Linked DNA regions of Larimichthys crocea: region 1 is linked to region 2. A link is a contact called in public Hi-C data. All regions are on one chromosome and are shown on one strand. The core of a region is the stretch at or near the end of the contact, and the rest is flanking DNA. Distances in the headings are between cores, read along the strand shown. Region 1 holds the start of znf407 (zinc finger protein 407). Region 2 holds the start of zhx2a (zinc fingers and homeoboxes 2a).

Region 1 (4,815 bases), core at 2,252-4,751, 200 kb before region 2:
TGCCTCTTCAGCTTCCTGATCTTCTTCAGTAGCTTCTCCTTCTCCTCCTGCTAACTTAGCTATTTCATCTGTAATAGCATCATTTCCAGTGGTGTCTCTGGTTATACTCTCAACATAGACATCAAATGAGTCTGTGATTTCCTCCCCTTTCTGCTGCTGCATGTGGCTATCTGAGGACAGGTGACCGTCCATCCACTCAGCTGTGGCTGAATAAAAATTACACAATTTGCAACGGTACCACTCCTGGTCTAGGTGTTTGGCTCGAGCATGGCTCTCCAGCAACGCAGGGGTGCTAACCCTAAAATCACAGTTTTTACACTTCAGCTGGAACCTGCTGACTGTACGTTTGGCTGCCACTCGTGGCGGAGTGGTCTTCACAGTGCTGGCAGGATCCTCAGATTCCTCTTCTTTGTCCATGTCCTCATCAGCGTCAACTGAAAGACATTTTAAAGACTTTTTTTAGGTCTTGTTTCAAACATTGAATAAAACAACATTTATAGATATAAAAATATAAAATATTTCTCCTTCAAAAAGAGACTGAACTATCTAACATCTTCAGAATAAAATGAACTCAGTGTGAGGCTACATTTTAACTGTGACTGAACTAGACAGCAGCATACTCACATGTGTATGGGGTGCCTTTGGTGTGGTATCTCTGGATATGCACATCCAGAGGGGACTTGTCCCTAAACTCTTGCCCACAGTAGTTGCAGGAATGTATCATCTTAGGTTTTGGGGTTCGCTTACTTACTCTTCTCTCTTGGGTATGGATTGCCTCTTCTTGACCTGCCTGCTGTTTGTCTAAAACAGTTTCCTTTCCAAATGAACTCTTTGTGTTTGTGCCATTGTCACTGGCTGCTGATCTCCGCTTATCAAGACCAGACCTCTGGTTTTGTTTAATTTCAGCAGCACTTTCTGTCTCCATTTCTTCAGCTGGACTCATGTCAGATATATTTTCATCTTGTTCATCTGGCTTAACAGTTCTATTAGTATCCTTTGAGTTTTTTCCATGCTTTTTTGCACAGTGAATCTTCAGTGATCTTGGACATTTTGCTGAGAAGCCACAAGTTGTGCACAGGTTATCCATATCTTCAGAATCCGGCTGCAGTCTCTCAGTGAGATCTTCATCTCCTTCATCAGGTTTTGAAGTCCTACTAGGTGAGTCTTGTTTCGTCTCCTTCATTTCCACATCGTCTGGCTTAATTTTCCCACTGGTGTCATTTACAGGCACCATGTCCTCAACAGCCTCCTTTCCTGATATCAGTGTTTTATCCATATCATATCCTTTTATGATTATATAACAGTGAAGTTGGTCACTATCTTGAAAGCTGAATCAAACTCCTGGGGGAAGACACAAACACAGAACTTATGTTTGACATATTCAATTCAGGGAAAGAAGTGTATGTAAACAAACTGAATGTTTTAGGCATAAATTGTGTAATTAACCACAAACTTCTAAACAGTGACCAATCCTTCAACGACACCGTTTGACTTAACACAAGTAAATGTCGCCATCTAGTGCTTCCAGACACAAACTGTAAGGTTAAAAATATGCCAGCAGAGAACTGGCTGTTGCTGCTTATTCAATGAGAAAGAAGTCCACCAAAGTCATACACAGTCGTACAGTCATTATAGAGTATACATATATCATACTAAATCTCTGTATACGTATTCAGTAGTGATTCAGTCATTGCAACAAAGAGATCTGCAACATTATTTTAACGATGGCTTAACATTTAATTATGAATAACCCTGCATGTCTAATGCTTTAAATGCTGTGTTTCTTTTTTTGGCAATGATGTAATGTAACTCTACAGTTTAAGGCACTGCAACAAGTGCTTCTCTCTTTGCTTGTATTTCCTGTATTTGCAGCATATTTCCTTTTGCCACACCCAAAGTGATGAACATGTTTCTTAATTTGTTTTACTTATTTGCAGCATGTGAGTCACCATATATTGTTTTTATAAAATATACAGGACATTTTGAGCAAAAAGTATTCTTAAGTCAATTTCCCTCAATCCCTGCACAATTGTTTCAAGGTTAAACTTTATTTTTTTATGTTCCTGTTATGTACATTTCACTGTTTGTTATTGCTATGAGAAAATGAGTTAAATCTAAAAATGGTTACTGCCTTTCTGTATTTGTGTGTGTGTGTGTGTGTGTGTGTGTGTGTGTGTGTGTGGTGGGGTCATGTTTTGTTTCTGCTACCAAACCTCTGCTTATTTGAAATCGCACAAGGAAATCCATAAACAGAGAAGGGGGTTCAGGGCGGTTGGGTTAAAGTCAACATGTTATTTCGAGAAAGTGCAGCTATAAGAATGAGCTCATGGTGCTCACTACCGCCATCCTCTGTGCTTTTTGGCTGGATCACTAAAGGATTATCAGAAGGGGCAGCACATCAAGTTGGAATATTCTGCAAAGTGTTTATTTGGTCGTTTATGTTGCACTGATTATGAAATGATTGGTGACTTATGGGCGATTATTAATGGTCTTAATCCATGTCGAATTTGACTTTCGGTGCTTTTAATAGATAATGTGGTATCGTGTTCCCCGCGCAGAGCGGGGGACGGACAGTATCTGGACAGAAAGCGACGCTGTCGGTCGAGACCGCATGAAAAGATGGACAACAAATGCGGTGTGTGCTCCTGTACAGCTCCGTTTGTCAAGACTTCCAGCATATCTCCGCTTTATTGTCGATTCGCTAATTATCTGGATGAATTCACAGAGGTTTCACCACCAAGCATCCGATATAGCGTAAAAGTAACATTAAGTTAGCCGAACAGGGTTTCCCACTGCATGTTAGAAACAGCACCGGCAGCCAAAGACAGACACTGTCGCAGAGTGAAATGCTGCGTAGAAACTACTCTCATGTCGTTGAAGGCTTTTGCACCAGGACACAAACTTGTTGTGGATAGTGTTGCTCTCCACAACGGCTAACATGCTAACAAGCGACATCTCCCCGACTTGTATCTTGAGCTACGCAGAGCGCGTCCAATCAAATTGCTACATCAGCTGTGTCGTCCAATCACAGCGGGACAGAGGCGGGTCTAGCTCGCTCCATGGCATAGAAAACGACGGCAGCACAGAGGCCCAAAAAGGAGGCTAACATCGACCTCTGAAACAGTGCTCTATGTTGTCTAAACAGTGCCCGAAAACACGCGAGAGAGTCGCCTGTCGTTTCAACTAAAGCAACTCGAGACGTGATGAAGCAGTGCAGTGCAGTCACAATTAAACTTACCCCTTGTTATGCGACTGTTTCCACTGTCCGCGCTTTTTGTTGCTAGACACAAATGGCGTACCGTAGCATGAACCATGCGTCACGCGAGAAGGCGGCCTCGCTGCGCGCGCCTTCTCTGGGTTTTCTCAGCTGATGTGGTCACGTGATGCATTCCCGATCCGTGGGAAAAATGAATTACCATACTTGGAGTAGGCAACATAATCAAAATAGGTGACATTTTAATACTTTGTTAGAGTATGCCAAGAAAATATAAAGCTTTCATTTGCTGCTGCTTAGTATTGGGAGTCTTTCAACACATCCAGTAAGGAAGTGTTGCATTTATGTTCATGTTCTACTGCAAAGTACACAAAGTGGAGTATTATTAGTATGACGTTTTGGCCAAATAGACTAGTTACTTTCCATGTTTCTCTTAAAATGTATTGCTTTTGTCAAGGAGGACTCACATGACAACTGATCACTACTGCATTAAAGCTGTGGTGAAGTTTTCTCGTGGGGATTACCATATTAAAACTGAGAACTATAGCATTTCCACTTAAGAACATCTTAATGGAGCATTACATTACATGTCTGTAGTATTAGTTATATAAAGTGTCCAGGTAATTGAGTTTGTTTGAAGGTTAAAACATCTGTATGACAATAAAAGCCATACCAACTGTTGGAAGACTAAACATCTTTAAAAAATGTATTATGTATGTATAATTATAATATTTCTAGTTGTTGGAAAGTAAAGAAAGAACTTTCTTAACCACTAAACGGTGCTATAGTGAACGTAAATGCACCAATTTCCCTGTAGTTCTTTTACCTTTCTGAACTGTCATTAAAATGTTATGGGTATATAAAAAATATGTTTCAGTTATTGTATCCATTTAAAGTAGGTTCAGCATGAGGTCTTTACAGAGACAGTGTGTTTTTTTTTTCCCTCAAATGGTCAGCCTGTGATGAATCACCACTTCCATTTGACATCCAGTGTTCGCTTTATGGAAAGACTGAAGATGGATTAATGCATGGGCATTAATTGATTAAGTAGTCTGACAGGTCAGGAGGTGATAAATGATACCTCCTGCAATGAATACACAGTTTACTTTGCAATAATTTTCTTTAATTCATCACAGTCAAAATTATATGACATGGATGGTTGCAAACACACACCCCTCCTCCTCCTCCTCCTCCGTCCCCATTTTTCATTAGGATTCATCATTCATTTTTCTCCATTAGTTGTCTATTAAAAGAGAGGAGGCTGGCTTTGGTGGGCTCAGTCTCTCTTTTTAGCCATTGTGTTTCTTTTAAAGTTTGTTGTGAAATCAACAGACTACACCACTTAAAGTTTTTTTTTTTAATTCTTTTTTTTTCCAATTTATTTTCAATCAATTAATCATTCTATTAACTATATTTTCCACATCTATGGGGAGAAAATATATAAATTCGATATTCATTTTTGTCCCACGCTTCATAGTACTCTCCTTCTCTGAAGTAGATTTAAACAGTATATTTTGCAAAAAAAGACCCTATACGTGTCTCAGCCACCTGCTCATTACAGCCAGATTACACTTAATTTTGTGCATCTATAAAATGACTTA
Region 2 (4,579 bases), core at 204-2,703:
TTTAAGTAATGTGTATAATTAGCACACTATTAATTCTAATTAACAAGGACACACACACGTAAAACTGTATTATCAACATGTCATGCTGTAAACATGACATGTGTGTCTTTCGGTGTTGGCTGAAACTGGTGCACACAAACTAAACACCAAAGTGTTAGAAAAGTTAGGCCACACACAGATAGAGTAGAGCGTATACTTCACATGACTTTGAACTCAAAGAGGCACTGTGCCAATTTTACATATCAAGGTTGGTTTAACCCACATGATGTGATCAGGGTTATCGGGGCCTGGGGTTGGAGACTTCACACTTGAAGCACACTCGAATAGAAGGTAAGGAGCTTGAACGTCCTGGCCTTTTAGGCAGAGAGAATGTATCAAAAGAGTACTGCTTTGCATCATAGGAATTGCAGAATCTAGTGTTTTTGTAAGGACTAAAAGTCAGCATATCTCAGCCTCTGCAGCACTGATTTCAGCTATTCTTTTTTTAAAAATCTGTCTCACACAAGTTCCACAACTTCATGGCAGTGCAAGACTGAATTAGTGGAGCCTTTTTAAGATAAAGCAGCCATGGTTTGTGCTCTTGAAACTAAGCATGTGCAGAAAACAACTTCAGAAACGGAATGGGAGTATCAGTTCTTCTGTTTGATTAGGGACATACCTGTATTTGAAAAGCAATAATTGATTAATTTGCTTATTCCCTAAGGGCTAGAGAAACACTGTGTCAAACCAAAGTCTGCAGCCAAAGTTCAGGACACGTGTCAGCAAAGCAAACCTCTTTCCCGCTAAAAGGTCCCTCAGCAAAATAATAAATACCTGCAGGGTCACTGTAGTTGGACCTGAACTCTGACCTCTCAGTGCAGAAGGGCAGGTGAAAACAAACTTCCCACTTCATTAACATGACAATTTTCTCTCTGATCTGTACGATTTTCTACTCGTGAATGACACAAATGAATACCAGAAGCATTGCTGCAGTACAGATCTTGTACTTGTACTGCCTTCACCATAGCTACGTGAAAGCTGTGATGCATATGCATGGACCAAGGTCAGAATCAGTACTAATGTGGATCCAGTGGAGGTCACTGTTGTGTGCGTGTACGTGTGTGTGCGTGTGTTTGTGTGCTTACTACTGTCTGTGTCACATCAGGACACAGACACGTCTCTCTCACCATTACAAAGTGTGAATATGAGCTGACCTCAGACTAACCTTTGTGGATCCAGATGTGAGTGTTTCCTGTGTGTGTGTGTGTGTGTGTGATGAATGCGGTTTACCCACTGCAGACCAGCCTCCACTGTAGAAAACACTGCAGCAACTCCACACCTCACATGCACATGCATAGAGGGAGATGGGGGGGCCGAGAAAGAGAGAGAGAGAGAGAGAGAGAGAGAAGGGGTGGGCGGGATGAAAGAGGAAGGGTGGGACTTTGGGGGTAACAAACGCCCCCTATCATACTTTAATATTCAAGTAGGTCGGAGCAGAGAGGCAGGCAGGCATCAGCACGGGGACAACTTGACGGCAACAAGGCGTAGCTCATTCATTTTTACACCAGAAGACATGCTTCATGAAGCCACCAGCACTCCTCCTGTCGTCTGGACACGGAGTTGTCTCACTTTCCTTCGCCTGTTTCTTAACTTTTCACGGCTATAACACTATGGACCCGCTATGGACGGACACCGGCGCTCCGGTACGGCATGCAAATACGTACTCTGACGTCGGCGATCATGTGGCTTTTGGCGTAGATCCTCCTTGTGATCGCCAATTTTTTCTTTCCTGTCGCCTGTTGTCTGCTCGGCTATTGGATCGCCGTGAGAGTGTTTAAACCAGATTGGGTTTATTTCTTGGTTCCAGCAGTCGCTTTGGGATTGTACCGCACTACCTGAGCATCGCGCCAAAACGGTGGGCAGGTAAGAAATGGGCTAAACTCTTCATCTGTTTTTCTCGCCACGGCTCCCCCTCTCCCTCTCTCTCTCCCTCCTTCAAAAGTCCCTCAAGTTAAAACTGCATGTAGTTGTTTTTTTTTGTCGCTCTCGCTCGTGTTGCGCTGCCTTTGCGTGGCTCCCAAACACCCACACGCCTCTGTATAAATATTTTAACTTGTCTCGCCGTGTGAACTTTGCCTGCCCCTGCCGTTTACACCTGCGTGCTCACACACAATGTGTCCGCCAAGTTGTAAATTGGACGTTTTCTTTCCCCCTCCTGGTGTTTTAAGTTTCACTTTGATACGTTGTGACCGCGGTGGGTGAAGGCAGAGTAGGAGAAACATCGTGTCTACTTTTCCTCCTCCTCCTCCCCGTGTCGACATAACCAGCAAAACATGGCCGTCCTTTGCCGACATGTTGTTACGTCGATGGCGAGAGGGGGAACATTTGGGGAGAGTGTTTTTCTGCGCCCCTCTGTCACATCTCGGGGTTGGCCGGTTGAAACGGCCGCTAAACTCCTCTCTGCCGCCGGTGTGCCCGCTCACATTCAGCGGCACGGAGGTTTCAGCGCAACTTTTAGACTCCGACGTTGTTTATAGACTTTGATTTGCGCGACTCTGTGATGTAGGCGTAACGTTACCCCTGGTGATGCCTCCTCCCCTCCGAGACCACGGCTCTCACTGCACCGACACACACACACGGTGCTGTAGCACAGGAGCTGACTTATATCCTCTGCTTGCAGTAGGCCTGCAACTGCTGTAAAAAAGTCAGGCGTGGTTGTTCTTATTCACAATATTAACTTTGGTAATGAACCCTGTGCCCCGGACTGTAGGCAGACTGTGAGCCAGCACACACTGCTGTGAGCAGGGGGGATGTGTCAGCAGTGTGTCCAGTAAAGGCTTCAGCAGGGATATTTAATGCCATTGTGTCCTGTCTTTAATGTGGTGTATATAAAATATCATCAAGGAAGTCACAGAGGTATGGACATGGCAAACATTTCAATATTTAGCTTTCTATTTTTTCAATCACCGTGTCACGTAACACTGAATCTCACACACCACCATAACATATAGGTTTATTATTGTGACGCCATGCCATAAAGTTTCTCTAAAGTCACTGTAAAGCAAACATGTCTCAGTCAAGCAAAACTGTATTCTCTTCAAGCCCCTCATAATTTGTCTTTTTGTTTTCTAGAGTAATTTTGGCAGAATATGTACGCCTGCAGTAGGATTAAACACTGCCTTCTTGATCCACAGTTTATTTGTCAATGTTGTCGTATAACTCAAGTGTATTTACATTCATTTAGTCACAGAGGACAACCAGCTCAGTGCTTTGGTAACATGTAAATCCCTGACCTCGTGTCACCTTCCGCAAAAAAAATGACTCGTACCGAGTGTGCCGTGAGATGACATATACAAATGTTTTATTTTGGAAAAAGAGCACCGTGTCACACGGTGTCAGGTTAGTACTTGGTATTGGTGTCCTATCTATTGGCTTGTTATTGTATTATATTCTGCATTGCACATTGAAATGATGGTTTGATTTGAATATGCCATAATCAACATGGACACAAGTATAGGTGTTGATGATAAACATTAATAATGAAAATGGTGAGTAAGAACAAAATTGATCCGCCTGTGACATTTCCAGGAAAGGAAACACTCACACAATAACACCAGCTGGTTCACGGTGCCAGTTACAATCTTTTATTGACTCTGACAGCATGTAGGTTGAGATTAAAGTAGCATTTCATATCTTCCATATCGCTGCTTATGATAAACAGTCCCTGACACAGATTTACTGTGCTGTAACTGAATGCTCCTGTTCACCGGTGTATAGCCTCAGACCTCTGACAGGTCTGTACACTCTGTCCCTACAGGTGAGCCACTTAATTGCAAAGCATTTATTGTCTGTTATGTACTCTGCTCTTCTAAGTGAGGCTGTCACCCTGTCACAGTCTGTGTTCACATTCTTACCGCGCGTCTGATGAAATATCGCGTTCGTTAGACAACATTCCCTTCATACCAAACATGACCTGTTTGTGTTGCGTTTCTAAACACTCCTTGATCAACACTAGAGCCACGATCCATAAAAAAAAAGATGCAAGTGAGTTTGATCACAGTGCAGTTAACCCCCCCGTCATACCCGTTTACCAGCGATTCCTCTGGGTATAAACTTGGCTTCGCTCACTAAGCCACGCACTCTTGCTCTTTCCATGTGAATAAAAACTGTGGCTCGTGTTTGTTCTTCTCATGGGTTCCACTTGTGATCTGCCAAATCACAGATAATGTTATATAATTTGGAATGACAACCGGGCTTATTTTTTTTATTGGTGGCTGACAAAATCAAAGGGCTTCTGTTGATAAAAGTGAACGCTCGCATTTCAAGTCACACACACCAGCAGCCAGTTGTGTATTGTGTAGCCAAGCTTTCATGCGGAATAACACGGGGAATACAGCCAAAAATAGGCGTCATTAATGTAAAAGAAATGCAATTATCCAACATATTGAGTCGTTCTACCAGAGGGAAGCGGTGATGGGTTACAGGACATTAATGAACTGTTTTTACAGTCAGACAGATGCAAGATTTGGACTGTTTAAATATTTTTTTGGGGAATTGTTATTCTCAGTATCGCTCAAAGGATTAGAGAAATGCACAGATG

Evidence for each region. Hi-C and Micro-C count contacts between places; a contact is called where the count stands out from the background.
Region 1: a contact with region 2 is called in a Hi-C map of muscle, with 8 times the contacts expected there. The contact joins the promoter of znf407 here to the promoter of zhx2a in region 2. A contact is called at or near these places in 3 of 7 Hi-C or Micro-C datasets (all in muscle).

The regions. Positions count from the first base shown.
Region 1 is chrXIII:24,098,380-24,103,194 of L_crocea_2.0, reverse strand. It overlaps znf407 (zinc finger protein 407), which reads right to left and starts at 3,501. Exons shown (of 10, transcript XM_027286517.1): 1 at 3,239-3,501; 2 at 625-1,341; 3 at 1-434. The coding sequence starts at 1,276.
Region 2 is chrXIII:23,900,683-23,905,261 of L_crocea_2.0, reverse strand. It overlaps zhx2a (zinc fingers and homeoboxes 2a), which reads left to right and starts at 1,453. Exons shown (of 13, transcript XM_019256831.2): 1 at 1,453-1,902.